Regions from separate parts of the Bicyclus anynana genome. Here region 1 is linked to region 2. The links are chromatin contacts, called in public Hi-C maps. All regions are on one chromosome and are shown on one strand. Each heading gives the region's core, a stretch centred on a gene start, on an enhancer-like site or on the middle of the called end of the contact. The rest is flanking DNA. Distances are from core to core; before and after follow the strand shown.

Evidence for each region. Hi-C and Micro-C count contacts between places; a contact is called where the count stands out from the background.
Region 1: a contact with region 2 is called in a Hi-C map of whole larva, with 2.7 times the contacts expected there. The contact joins two enhancer-like sites. A contact is called at or near these places in 2 of 2 Hi-C or Micro-C datasets (whole body and whole larva).

Annotation. Positions count from the first base shown.
Region 1 is chr21:13,655,654-13,662,670 of ilBicAnyn1.1, reverse strand. No RefSeq gene overlaps it. Among protein-coding and RNA genes, the nearest start is that of LOC112054612, 27 kb to the left of the region's middle. Within about 2 kb of position 3,145, at least 2 of the 8 cell types and tissues checked have open chromatin away from gene starts, as enhancers often do.
Region 2 is chr21:13,594,641-13,601,888 of ilBicAnyn1.1, reverse strand. All of the region lies in intron 11 of LOC112054591 (homeobox protein homothorax), which reads right to left. Among protein-coding and RNA genes, the nearest start is that of LOC112054612, 88 kb to the left of the region's middle. Within about 2 kb of position 2,613, at least 5 of the 8 cell types and tissues checked have open chromatin away from gene starts, as enhancers often do.

The DNA.
Region 1 (7,017 bases), core at 1,896-4,395, 60 kb before region 2:
GACAGGAAATATTTACGCGTCGAATTAATCTTAGAGACGCGGCGCTTTTATCTTCAGAAATCTATATCTATCTACTCGTATAAAACAGAGTCGGGTTAGTTACGCTTATTTAATTACTAGCAGACGCCGCGTGGTTCCCGTTCCCGTAGGAATATGGGGATAAGATATACCCTATAGCACTCGGGGATAGTGTCTTAGTGTAGCTTCCCAACAGTCAAAGAATTTTTCAAATCGGTTCATTAGTTCCAGAGCCTATTCAAAACATACAAACAATAAAATCTTTGTTTTCAAAATTCATCCGCGTGAAAATCGATGTCAACTTTCAACCCCTATTTCACCACCTTCTATTTATATTTGCACATGTTTTATATTTTTACCAATTTACAAGTTTGTAGCATGAAAAATGAAGAACTTTCATACTGAGCCTGCTTGAAATAAATGATTTTTGATTTGATTTTGATTTACTAATTTGCTAGAGCCTTTAGACCTCTTTAATCCGGCCCTATCGCAAAATCCGTTCTTAGCGGATACTTACTAACATTACTAACTATAGGTACACTACCTCCCTGCTAAATTTCATCTTGTGCGAAAAGTGGTTTTTGAGATTGCCTGATAATCTTTTGCATTTATTTATTAAAATATAACTTAACTGCTGGATCAATCTTTGCTGGATTTGTCCTTGCCTTGAATAGCAGAATAACTATTAAAACATTGAAACATAGCATATATTGAAATAGCTTTTAGTAGATATTTATAGAAAATAAATTTTATTATAAAATAAATGCAATCTATTCGTATCTAACTTCGCAACAAGTGTTGCAAAAATGAATTTGTACTAGTGGAGATTTCATAAGTTATGCCAGACAGATTTCGTGTTTATATCATAAAATAGGCCTAACCTGTCTCATTACAATCGATTTTATGTTTCAATGAATCATGACATGGACTGTTCTAAATCATTTTAATATTGAAAGTACACCCTGTATGTGTAGAACGTGGATGGGCTTTATGGTCGGGAATCGACGTCGGGGTCTGCGGTCAAAGGAGCACCCTGCTGCGACTGAGCGCTCGGGACATGCGCCTACTAGGCGCGCAGCGATGCGCGGGCTTTTATATCTCCCATAGTAATAAATCAGGTTTTAAAACCTCTCTCTCGCCTCTGCACTCCTAAATCCTAATACGTCTATCGCACCGGGAGAATAAGCGAATACTTTCGAGTTATTAAGAGACACCTAAATTAAAAATAACGATAAACTAAATACATGTTTTTCATAAATTTTTAATAGTGATTTTATATTTTTTATTTTTAAAAAATTAATAATGAATATTCATGACTGATTTTTCAAAAAGCTGATGGCTACAAATCAAGTTTGCTATACTCAAGGTAAAGGACTACTAGCTCTGATCTATTATTCTATTGCCTTGCGCTCCTAGTACATCCACAGCAAGTATTTCACGTTAAATGGACCAAATAACTGCTTTGATGGCGCGCGCTGGACTCTGTCCGCTATTTTAACGATTTTTCGCTAGGAGATTTCCGTTTTCGTTGAAATTATTGTTATTGTTTTGTGGCGGCCATGCGTTATGGTCGCTCTACTATCAAGTTCCGTTCATGATTCTTGGCGGCTTAAGTTAATGGAGGCTGGTTAAAGTTAAGAGCAATTTCTTGAAATTAATTCATCCGAAACTAAATAAAAATATTTTCTAAAATGATCCGTCCTTTTTTCTGTACTTTTCTATCTTATGTGCAGCAGAGTCTGGAGAAAACTTGAAAGGAATGAAGGTGAATGAATCAGAAACGTTTAATAACATCTTATAAAAAGATCGATTTAGTTTGTGGAACATTCATTTTTAAATGCCGTTTTGAGAAGATCTATTATTGTATTGTATTGTAACCACAAACAAGATGACCTCAGGACCATTATACTTGAAAGTTACTACAAAACTACAGAAAATCAAATGTTTAGCAGTATCATTTGAAAATGATGAGAGTGATACTTAATCATTTACTATCATGATGATGATATATCACTTTCCTGTATTTTCTGCCAGCCTGGTAGATCGGGCAATGTAAATAGCTGCAGTACCAGGGCATCAGTAGTTCGTGGCGGTGTTAGAACGTGACTGACGCGTCGCGGTTTCGGAGTATATTTTTCAGTGGCCCGCGCGGAAAGCGATCGCGTTTGTTGCTACATGTACGGTCAGCAAAATGGTAAACTTTAAAGTTTCAAATTGAACAGCAAGAAAGAATCATATAAGCGGTTACTCAATTATTCTGAATCAACTTACCCATACCCATAGTTGACAAAAACTTATAGTTATAGACTCTTATAGTTTAGGGGATTTGGTGCTTAGACCCAACACGCTGCTACAATGTAGGTTGGTGTGCTGAGATAATATTTAACTTTGTCGCAATCACTTAATAAATAAAAATATAAATCACCCACTCTAGAAAACATCCATGCATATCCCACAAATATAAATAAAAAGGAGCCTGTATGTTGCCCTAATGTTAAAGTCCTATTAAAATCGGTGGAGCCATTTCTGACAAACAGACAGACTGACTGACAGACTGACAGACAAAATTTTGTGAAAAAGCTTGGTTTTGTTTTAGTATCGTGTAATAAATTAACTACGAACGAATATATTACATGCGTACGAATATATTATATGCGTGATAGCCCAGTGGACATGACCTCTGTTTCAGTTGTGTGCATTTTATGAAACTACACACACATCACGTGTCTCAAACGGTGAAGGAAAACATCGTGAGGAAACCAGCATAACAGAGAATTTTCTAATTTTCAAAATTCTCTGCGTGTGTGAAGTCTGCCAATCCGCTTTGGGCCAGCGTGGTGGACTATTGGCCTAACCCCTCTCATTTTGAGAGGAGACTCGAGCTCAGCAGTGAGCCGAATATGGGTTGATAACGAACGAATATAAGCACTTGAGAAAACAGGTTAATTTGACATCACAGACTTAAAGTTTATTTATACGATGGTGTCCTTTTCTGCTGTCGGTAGCACGTTCCGCGACAATCGACACGGCCGTTAGCCGGCGCGACGCGACGTTTTTCACGGGCGTCGCGTCGCGTCGCGGCGGATCCATCACGCGACGTCGCGGCCGCGCACTATGCGCGTGATGTACGTGGCGGCCGAGTGACGGAGTGGCTCTAAACTTGTGTTTCACTTGTTAAATGACAACTTTACGCAACACTGTGGGTAAAGTGCACATTTTTATCACTATCATTTAAAAATAGTGCTAATTAAAGCCGTATTTGAAAGAACTGTCTGCAAATCCAGTTAAAATCTTTATGATTTAAACGGCTTGAATTACATCACTAACTTGCTACCGCCTTCAAACTGATCAGAAGGTAGCAGATAGTACGGTGTTATTTTTCGCTTTTTAGTTTAAGTAAAAACATTTTTGTGATTTTTCCTTTTTTAGTGATAACATGTTATAACTGTAAAAAAACATATTAAGAATTTTGGTTATAAATCCTTAAACCAGGATATTATTTTGCTATAATTAGTACTTATGTACTCGTACCTCGGTACAATAAACCAAACCAATTTTGAAAAATACTATTTAAACCTTTTATAAATCACTCCTCGTTTACCCCTATGATATATGAATTAAAATATTCTTTGTTACTTTTTCTTCTCATCCTCATCACTATACTTCTAATGACAGTCACAACCCATCTAGATGTAATGTTCTTATAAATACAATTTAATCAAGTCCAATCACATGGTAGCTACTGTAAGCCGTTGAGAAGTCCTCGTAACTGTCCCTCGTCTCCATCACCAGACCCCTAATGACTAAATAATAAATATAAATGAATAATTCATCTAGATGTAAAGTTCTTATCAATACTACCAGGCTCTCAGGGTACTTAGTGTACCAGGACCCTAAAAACTACTAGGACTTTCATCAAAAGAAATACGTGTTTGTAAGTACTAGGACGTCGCAGGTTTATGCATCTCACAACTACCAGGACGACATGAGTTATTATGGATAATACCTTTTATGAATTCAGTGTTAATCAAGGTTATTTGTTTATTTATTTATATAATAAAATAAGTGCTAATTCATTTTGGTCATGTTTGTAAATGTAATGTATATTGTAAATGTTCCTTCAAACAAACAAACTATAAAATTTTTATTCCTTTTTTTTCAATAGCTATTTAAAAGAGTATTATAAAAAACAATTATCATTTTATCAAGATTACAATTTTTTCAAGATAATCATTTTCTTTTCTAATATAGTTGATTTTTGTTTAATGTTTTTCTAAATACATAAGGAACTATTTTCTCAATTTGTTATCAGCTATATCCGTAGTATCACATAGCAGAAATGTTTATTTTTTGGCTTCGACTTAGCTTATTTACTCGTACATACAAGGTCGGAAACTTAGGAGTTAGAAAATACATTACGTTAGATAAACAGTGAAGTGAGAAACCATTTTCTTTTTAATTTCTTACCAGGGCATCAGCTGTATACGCATCACATAGCTACCAGGCCGACATAAATTGGCATCTCGCGTTTCTTTTGTCGCTGGGAGCGAGGGTTGCGAGGGGTGGAGAAGGGGGGAGGCTAAGGTTGACAAATGTGCCGCTCCGAGCATCCGCGGGCGATACAATCGGTGCGTTGCTTACAGTGCTCCGTTGTAGGAAAAAACTAGGGTTGGCAATCGTCGTTGGAACTGTATATTGTTTTCTTATTTGAGAACGTCAATTAATTATTATTTGCATAATTATAAAAATAAATTTTCTATATAATAATACATTTTCTATATGTAGTTAGGTATAGCTCGTGCTCGATTAACTTCTACGGCTTTGCGGAATATTTTCAATGGCACTACTGGTAAATAATTTTACTTGGCAGCTCTTCTCAGCCCTTGCGAGCCTGGGTAGAGTGTAAAACAAATTTGATATTAAAAAAGTATTTGTGAACCAAGCCTACTGAATTATACTATTAATTATGAAACTTTTTCAATCATTACAACTACTCAGCTAAAAAATAATAATTTCATAATTCTAATTTTTCACTTTCTTCTCTCGAGGAACTAAGATTCTAATTTTGAATATAAAATTAAAACATACTTGTTTATTTTTGATATACCTTATGCGGCGCATATATTTGAGACACGTCATTACGCGTTGCCACGGTATATACGTAATAAGTATAAAATTACTTACTTTACCCGGCATCCTTTTTTACATTGCTGGTACATTTACATTACTGGTAGGTGAGCAGTCGCAGTAAGATTGCATGACGTTTTTACATAAGTACTTAGACACATAATATAATAAACGTTTTTCTCTGAATCGGTAGTAAACGCTGCTATAATTACAAACAGAACAGAAAAGTTAAGGTATTTTTACCTATTATGTTACGGTTTTATAGAGAATAAACGATTATTATTATTACTATTATTAGATTTCATTACATGTTTTTCATTTGGTTTGATACATTCCAAATATGTAATTACACTCTCCATAAAACTCATTTCATAGACGTGAAAATAAAAAATTAAAACATTTAAGTAAGTGTCAAATTATATCGTGATATCTTCTTGTAAGGTAGAAATCTTACGCTGACGAATGTCTTACTTATACGAGTATATTTTTATATTAGACTTTTTTGAATTACTATATTATTATTTCAAATTAAACTTTCTCCTTTAACTTTTACTTCGATTTCTATTACAAGACTTTGAGAAAGAGCAATGCTGGTCGATACTCCACAGGGTGAATTAATGATATCCAATGGGTTAAAGGACGCCGTTTTTGGAGAAGGCTCAAGATATAATCGGTGCGATCGGTTTTCGATCAATACAGGCTTATTTCATTGAATTTTTTCATCGATATCTTACGACAATAACGATGACGAAATTCGTAGAATATTACAGATATTTTACTAATTTTTAAGTCAATTGTTTTTAAAATACCAGCAGAAAGTAGGCTCAGCTGGCCGTGTTACATATTTAAAATGTATTAAATACGTAAACAATTTTCATTTTCCTTATTGTCATGAGAGTCCAACTCATAAAATATTAAAATGGAAAAGCAATAAAGCGGCAACCCTGCGGCACGCGTCACTGGACCCGTCCCGGCGTGCCATTACTCACTGTCGGCCGCCATTTTCAAACCCCGCCCGCTACGCCGCTACGATGCTACGATGCTACGACGCTACGAGTGTAGCGACGCCACCAGACATAGCTGCTCGGCGGGTCTGCCGCCCTGGTGTTTTTTAATAGTTTTGTTAATTATAATTACTAATTAACCAATTAACGGATTAATATATTTTTCTTTATTTTTTAAATACGAGTAATATGATTCTAAAGTTATTGCAATAATGGCATTCTGTGATTGGCTGGTGAGAGCCAAAGATTCAATGAACCTTTTCCATCTAGACCACATGATGTCATACTTTTTTAAAGTTACTTTTTCATTTAATTTAAAATTGGGGTGCAAATGTATCCTATCGTAAAGAATATTTTAGGTTGTATGTAAACAATGGCGATTCTCTCATTACGCTTATGTCACAGCCAATTTGTAAAAAATGCACATATCAGAAATGTTTCTACTTTTGGAAGACCCTTTGGCTTTGGGTGTATTAGTAACCGTCTGTGTGTAAAACTAAAAGAGCTTATGTAATGCAAAAACCTACTATGAATATATTATCAACCACAGAGTACAGAGTGATTGGTAGTTACAAACTTTTATTTTTTTTTAAAACGATTTCGATGTCTTACTCTAAAATTTAATAAACGAATTTCTTGATTAAACCATGAATAAAGAAGAAACTGAAGTTTTGTTTTAAGACTTTACTCATATTTTACTTAAATTGATCAGATATTATGGAATTTCATCAAATACTAAATTAATAATGTACCTATACTAGTATTTGTCATGGCTATTGTCTTGGAAGATTAGTACTAGTAGATATAGAGTGATACTATTCTTTAGAATAAGTACTAAAATAACAATTTTTTTTCTATGGCAAGGTAA
Region 2 (7,248 bases), core at 1,364-3,863:
ATAGGTAGTTTTCCTGAAATAGGTAAATTGTGTTACATTTCTTAAACGAAATTCAATAAAAAGCTCATCCTTGTCAACGGTTTGACAGTACAGTCGAGTCGAGAATTCCTATCAAAATACACCTCGCTACATAATATAGCGGGGCAGACACGTACAAAATGAAAATAGGGGAACGCGGGATATGGAAATGCTGGTCAAATATATCATGCGCTGCCTGACAGGCCAATTCTCTTATCTGCGCTGCGCGGCGCGCGAGCGATCTAAGCTTAGCTAATATAAAATGGTTTTAAATTCAAGTTTAATTCTGGCTATCTGCGCCCTGTGCCCAACAAAAGGGCCCGATTTACGGAGTGACGCACCGCGAATATTTTAACGGATTAGAATTTGGAGCGCGTCTTAGAGTCGCGTGGTGGTTTGTTGGTTAAGATAGCACCCATTCGCACGAGCGTTTTTTTAAAAGCTTCCAAATATAGTATGAAGTTAAATGACGGTCTACGCCCAAATTGAAAATTCAACACAGCTCGAAAAAAAGCGTCGCGTTTATAGATGTGTGAACATATACTTGGTAATGCATTTAACGTCCGTTAAAAAAGCGCTAGTGCGAATGGGGGCTTAGCCGCGATTTTGTGTCGTTTGATCAGTCAAAGAAATATTGAGAATAATATATTTAGTTGCTGTTTTGAAGTGTAACACTACTTGGTAAGGTTGTCGCGCGGTATAGTTTCAGGTATTTTTTTAATTTTTAGTGGCACAAACACCATTTTTCTACAATGAAAAATAGCGTACACCTATTTTTCATACTTATAATATAAATACTTATAATTTTATTGAGACATTGAACCTAAATATTTAATTCTATTACTGCAAATAATTGAATGTTTTCGCGTTTTTGTAGTCGCAGTAAACTACAATCCCTAAAAGTTATTACCATAATAAATTGAGAAGAATTATAAAAGTTTTGCGTAAAATATAAATTTAATAAGTATGTAATTCTTCTTTACAGCGTTTTTCGTAGGTGAAAGATAAGTCGCGTCGGCTACAAAAGGTCGCGATTTACGAAGTGTCGCCGCCCGAATATCTTAACGGATTAGCCGCGACGCGCGACGCGCGACTTACTCTCCGATCGTAATTTTGCTGTTTTAGACGTAGCCTTTATATCGTAATCCTCATATATTTACCTTTTAGGATTATTTTTCTAAAGAACTAACATAATCTTATTTTTTTTCGTCATTTTCAAAAAGAACTTAAGTTAAAAATCACAAATCCTATATAAATAGATCTAGTGAGCTGGTATTATTTCGTGTAATTTTAAATAAAAATATTGTAAAATGGCTTTTAAGTTTAGGTACTTGGACAGGGTAGATAAACAAACTATATGTAATGTACATATGTAAATTACGAGCATATAACGGAGCACTTTTACAACAAAACCTGCAGTAGTTATTGCGTAAAATGCAACTAACTACCACTATAGAGATGAGACGAGATGAAAATTAACCGTGCTTCGGAAACAGTAAGTTTACAGTAGAAGTGAATTACAACACCCACCCGCCCCCACCACTATGGCCCTGGGAAATTATCATTCACTCCCGTCCGAAGCGTCAGTTTACAACACCAGGACATCATAAAGTGCAAACAATGATGGCGTTTTCCATTACAATATGTTTACCGATCCGTGGAGCGCCGCATTATGTATGTTATCCTGGTAGGACGAGCGCCTGAATTTATGAGACACCCGCAAATATTTGGCCGCGCACACTCGGATAGCCCCCGATGCTGACGGGAAGATTGCCTGTTTAATGCTGCTACCGCTTCGGAAACGCAGTTCCGCTTTATAGATTAAAATTACCTAATTAAAAGATACTTGCTAAAGTTACCCTATAAAAAATTTACAGGTCATCAAAAAGTGTAGAAATTTAATTAAACGTAGTTTCTTAAAATTAAATTATCTGGAATTACGAAATTTTAAAAAATTGACATCAGTACATAAGCCACTAAACATCGTTTGACCATTAACTGTACTTTCGATTTTTTAGTACAAATGACGTATTCCCAATTAATAACAATTATAAAGATATAGGCCGTGATAGCCCAGTAGGCCGTGATAGCCCAGTGGATATGACCTCTGCCTCCGATTCCGGAGGTTGTGGGTTCGAATCCGGTCCGGGGCATGCACCTCCAACTTTTCAGTTGTGTGCATTTTAAGAAATTAAATATCACGTGTCTCAATCGGTGAAGGAAAACATCGTGAGGAAACCTGCATACCATGTGTGAAGTCTGCCAATCCGCATTGGGCCAGCGTGGTGGACTATTGGCCTAACCCCTCTCAGTCTGAGAGGAGACTCGAGCTCAGCAGTGAGCCGAATATGGGTTGATGACGTAAGATATAGGTAAGATTTTTACCTCTACAAAGACAAGCAGGCGAATCATTTTTTTCCGCAATGCTAACGAAAGCTATTAATATTTCTACTACTTCGTGTAGTTGCAATGTTACTAGGACGAGGAGAACGACGGAGTATTCGTTATCTAGCTAGAGATGTACGTATGCTACTGTGTCATGACTCATGAGTAACGGCGACGTCAAGCACTCATGACACAGTGAGCATGACCAGGGCGTCATGACACGCGGCGGTCAGTCCCCGCGTCACGTCATGGCGGCACAATACCGCCTGCGTTATTGTCCAACAATGCGTGAAATGCCCTGACAAACGATGACAGCCGCCCGGCCGCCCCGCTCAGGCCGCCTCCTGCGATTTATTATACCCTATTACGAGATTTAATGACACCAAACGTCAGTGGCCCCGTTTATGCAACGCGGCGGACGATGGGAAGAAAATTCACGATGGGAACCTGAGGGACGTCGAACTGTCGAAATGTATACGCCATAAATAAGCAACGGCTTCCGGAAGATCGTGGGTTCCGTTCATAATACTATACAGTTGTCAGGATAGTAAGCTATAAGATTCTTCAGGTGTCAATTAACTTATCAAGAAAAAATATATAAGCAAAATGTTTTAAAGTTTTCTGCCATTCTATAATTTATACATCTTCAAGTCTATAGGCATTTTCTAGGCAACCCTATCATTGCTTTCTTTGGGAATTATTGCAATTTAAAGTCTAATTAAAGATATAAAGATAACTCAAACGGCAGACTTATTCACTATCTTTGACGTATGCTAGTTGACGTAGTATACGAATTTGAGATTCTTTATGTAACAAATGTCATCCGGTGCCTACTGGTGGATATCTCATAGTAGGTAGATTATATTTTGCTAATGGATTTGTTTTTTATTCTAATAGGTTGATATTAAAGACCAAAACAGTGAATAGGCCAGCTGTTCCCAAAGTCATTGGAAAAACAATCATCTCGCCCATTCGTCGCTCCGTGCAGAACTATTGCATTAAACTGTAAAACTATTTTGTTCGAACGCCATCCCGGAGAGTATTAAAGCGAATTACTAGTTCCGAGGGATCCGGGTGCTTGCGTTCAGATCTTCATCTAAGTTAACAAAATTACCGGTATCCGGGCCCGGCGCATTCCCCGGCGTTGCTCCCAAGGATCGCAATTTGAAAGCGCGTTAATTCACGCCCGGCTGTCTTGTTGCCGAGAAAGCTGCCAGCTTACATCCTCACTACACTCATGCTGCCCTGGTTGAGCGATTCTAAACCCAATTTACAAAGTGGTTGTGTTGTTTTTTTGCGTTTACAATGCACCTTCAGTGTATACTACCTCTAGGTAGTATACACTGAAGGTGTGTTTGCGCAAAAGAAGGAAAACCGTTTCATTTGGTACCCATATTTTTTTAACCCCAATGGTAATAATATTAGACAAACGCTTCATAAGACACCATAGGCACGTCATACAATTCCCTGTGAAACAAAGAACACTAATGACACATTTATAAAAATGTGGTGGTTTGGGAAGCAAGATATGGCAAGAAAATCAGCAGTTGCTCATTAGTAAATAAAATTATTGTCCCTACCCTATAATTTTACAGTTCATGCCATATGTCTTGTGTACAGAAAAAAGCAGATTGCTTAGAAGAATTAATACTTTGTTTTGCATTGTATAATAAATAAGGTAATTTTTTGTATTACATATTGTAATGTGTATTGCTTAGACAAAGAATGAGATGAATCTTTTGTAATAGTATCCTCGACTTAATTTCTTGATTTATTTACTGTTACAAAATTACTAAACTGTGTAGTGTACGCCAGCCCTAAAGCGCAGTGAGGTAAAAAAAAATATCACCTAACCGTACCCTTCCATGTTGCGTCGAATTTATCTCCGAACAAAAAAAATATCACATAATACCGGCCGGTAGAAAAAAATAACGAAATAACATCAAATATGCTTGGTATGCGCCGTTCGAGATCACATCAGAAATTTAAGCCTTCCATCGGGAGGGATAAGAAGAGAAAAAAAAAGAAACATTCTGACCCCGAGCCATGGACGCGTAAATTCGAATCAAAAGGAATCAAATGTCACTATGTGAATATTCTTTTGGAAGATCGTCCGAGATGGGACTCGTTGAAAGTGAAATTATTTTCAAGATTCTTTCTGATTAGTAATTATGTACCGACTAGTTACGCCTCTGGTAGTTATAAACCTCAATAGCTCCGCGATAAATGGCCGGACTTACATAGAGTGGCTATAGGTTCGAACCATACCAGATTATCACTACTAGCACAGTCTTAAATCTCTCTAAGTGAGAGAATAGTCTCTGAGAGATTATAATCCATTATTGGTCAGATATTCGTAGGTAGGTAGGTATCTACTATACCTACAGTATGGTGTTTGGACCGTGGCTTTCGAAGGTAACAGATTTCAAGTGGCTAAAAAAGTCAAATTTAAAGTCAAAATTAATTTCTTTCGATTAGGCTTAGTTTACAAGCACTTTCGAAACGTCAGGTAACTATTATTAATTAATGGTGATAATAATTAGACGAAAACCTCAATTGTACAGACCCCGAAGTATTTTATTTTCTATGGGAAATCCTGAGATATGTCCACAGTCTTCAACACTTAACTTTATGGCAACCCTTAAAGGCCCTTAAAGTTTGATCGTTAACAGTGGTTTCTGAAGGGTTGCCACCTAGAGACGTGATTCTTCAGGATATCCAGTAGAAAATAAAAAAAAAACATTACGTTTTACCTACCTGTAATAATAATTATCATAATTTAACAGTAGATACTAATTACTTGGCAACCCGCTTATAAACAAGACAAAGGAGTTCTCGATACGTTGCGATAGTAATCGATGTTCGTACTCGATTTGTTCGTTCATCATCGAGCATCCAATGTATCGAGTGACGCGCTACGGTTCGATTACGATCTACACGCGGAGATATCGTGTCTTGTGTCTAGTTTGGTTGAGAATAAACGTTTTATTTCAATAATTATAATATATATCATTATTTTTTTTTTATTCTTTACAAGTTAGCCCATGACTACGATCTCACCTGATGGTGAGTGATGATGTAATCTAAGATGGAAGCGGGCTAACTTGTTAGGAGGAGGATGAACTCAAAAACTTGTTTGGGAGTTGCACTTTGTAATGTTAGACAATAGGCAACTATGAAGTCCATCGGGTCAGCATATAGGTAATACAATAAATAAACGGCTCTACTTACGGGAGTTTATCTCGTCATCACAGCTATGAATAATTTAACTTACCTGTAACAGAAAAACACAAATATTAACAATCAAAGTCGACAACTGTGAAGGTAGATCTAGTTTTTGAATCACAATACATATGATAAACTGATAGAGACAATAAATTATGTTGTAATGATTACTACAACACACATTTAGACAATTTACATGACTTTTGACATGACTAATGTGTGTTAATAAGAAGTAACGAAGGAAATTTAGGTTTGTAGCTATAAGGAGCCGTTGGACGCTGGCGGCTTGAGACTGTTTTGTTTGGAAGTCTATGCAAGAGGTTATGTCCAGCTGTGGACATCTAACGACTGTTAATAATTAGTGATAATGATTATAACTGATAAGGAATCTTCTATCAACATTAATACAAATCCGATACTTAAAAATCTTCGGGAGATTTTGCTTGTTAAATTTTATAGGTTGATGGATTTTTCACAGATTTTATTTTCCACAGAAAAAAGTCAACGAAAGTCGAGCGAGCAATGAAGAGAGCTACGCTCAGAATATCTTTGAAAGGCCAGTTACTGACATATTATGTAGATCCTCGTAGAACAAGTGCCAAACCGAAGTAGGTACCCATCAAAGAAACGAAAAATGTAGTGCTCCAAAGTGATGAAATCTTACACCAGACGTAAGTATTGGTCGATCATAGGACTCTTCCACTAGGACCGACCGACGACATCGTCGCACGGCTCAAGACTGTTATGTAAGTCCCAACAGAGGGCTTATATGCAATTCAAGAGACGTGCAATGTGATGGTGATGATGATGAACAAAGCAAATCATCATTATTCATATTCTGCTTACTGCTGAGCTCCAGTCTCCTCACAGAATGAGAGGGGTTAGGCATTAGTCTACCACGCTAGCCCAATGCGGATTGGCAGACTTCACACACGCAGAGAATTAAGAAAATTCTCTGGTATGCAGGTTTCCTCACGATGTTTTTCCTTCACCGTTTGAGACGCGTGATATTTAATTTCTTCAAGTAATGCGTGCTCGATAAAAAACACCGCATATGAGTAACTTATGTCCTTTATGCTCCGTGTAAAAACATAACAGCAAACTGGTAGCGTGTTGTAAAAAATTACGACAATTTCGCAAAATGACACATCGAATTATCGGAAATGATGTATCCCTAACAACAGTCAGTCCGCCTTTTGACTAGTCATCGTCAAATTGCACACCGTTTAGTTAACATCGAATCTCAGAAATTACATATCAATCTCACTTGGAATTATCGCCCATTTAGTAACGCGATATGATTAGTTGGCAATTTGTTTTAGAGATCCGCAAACCACGAGGAAATTATACTACAAATTTGCGTGGCCTAAAAAGCGATGTCAATATGATATGGATAATTTTGTGTTTATACTTGAGAAGTTAAATATCACGTGTCTCAAACGGTAAAGGAAAAACATCGTGAGGAAACTTGCATACCAGCGAATTTTCTTAATTCTCTGCGTGTGTGAAGTCTGTCATTGGGCCAGCGTGGTGGACTAAGTCCTAACCCCCCGAATATGGGTTGGCATTACCAACATATATTCGGCTCACTGTTGATTAATATTTTTGTGTAAATAATAA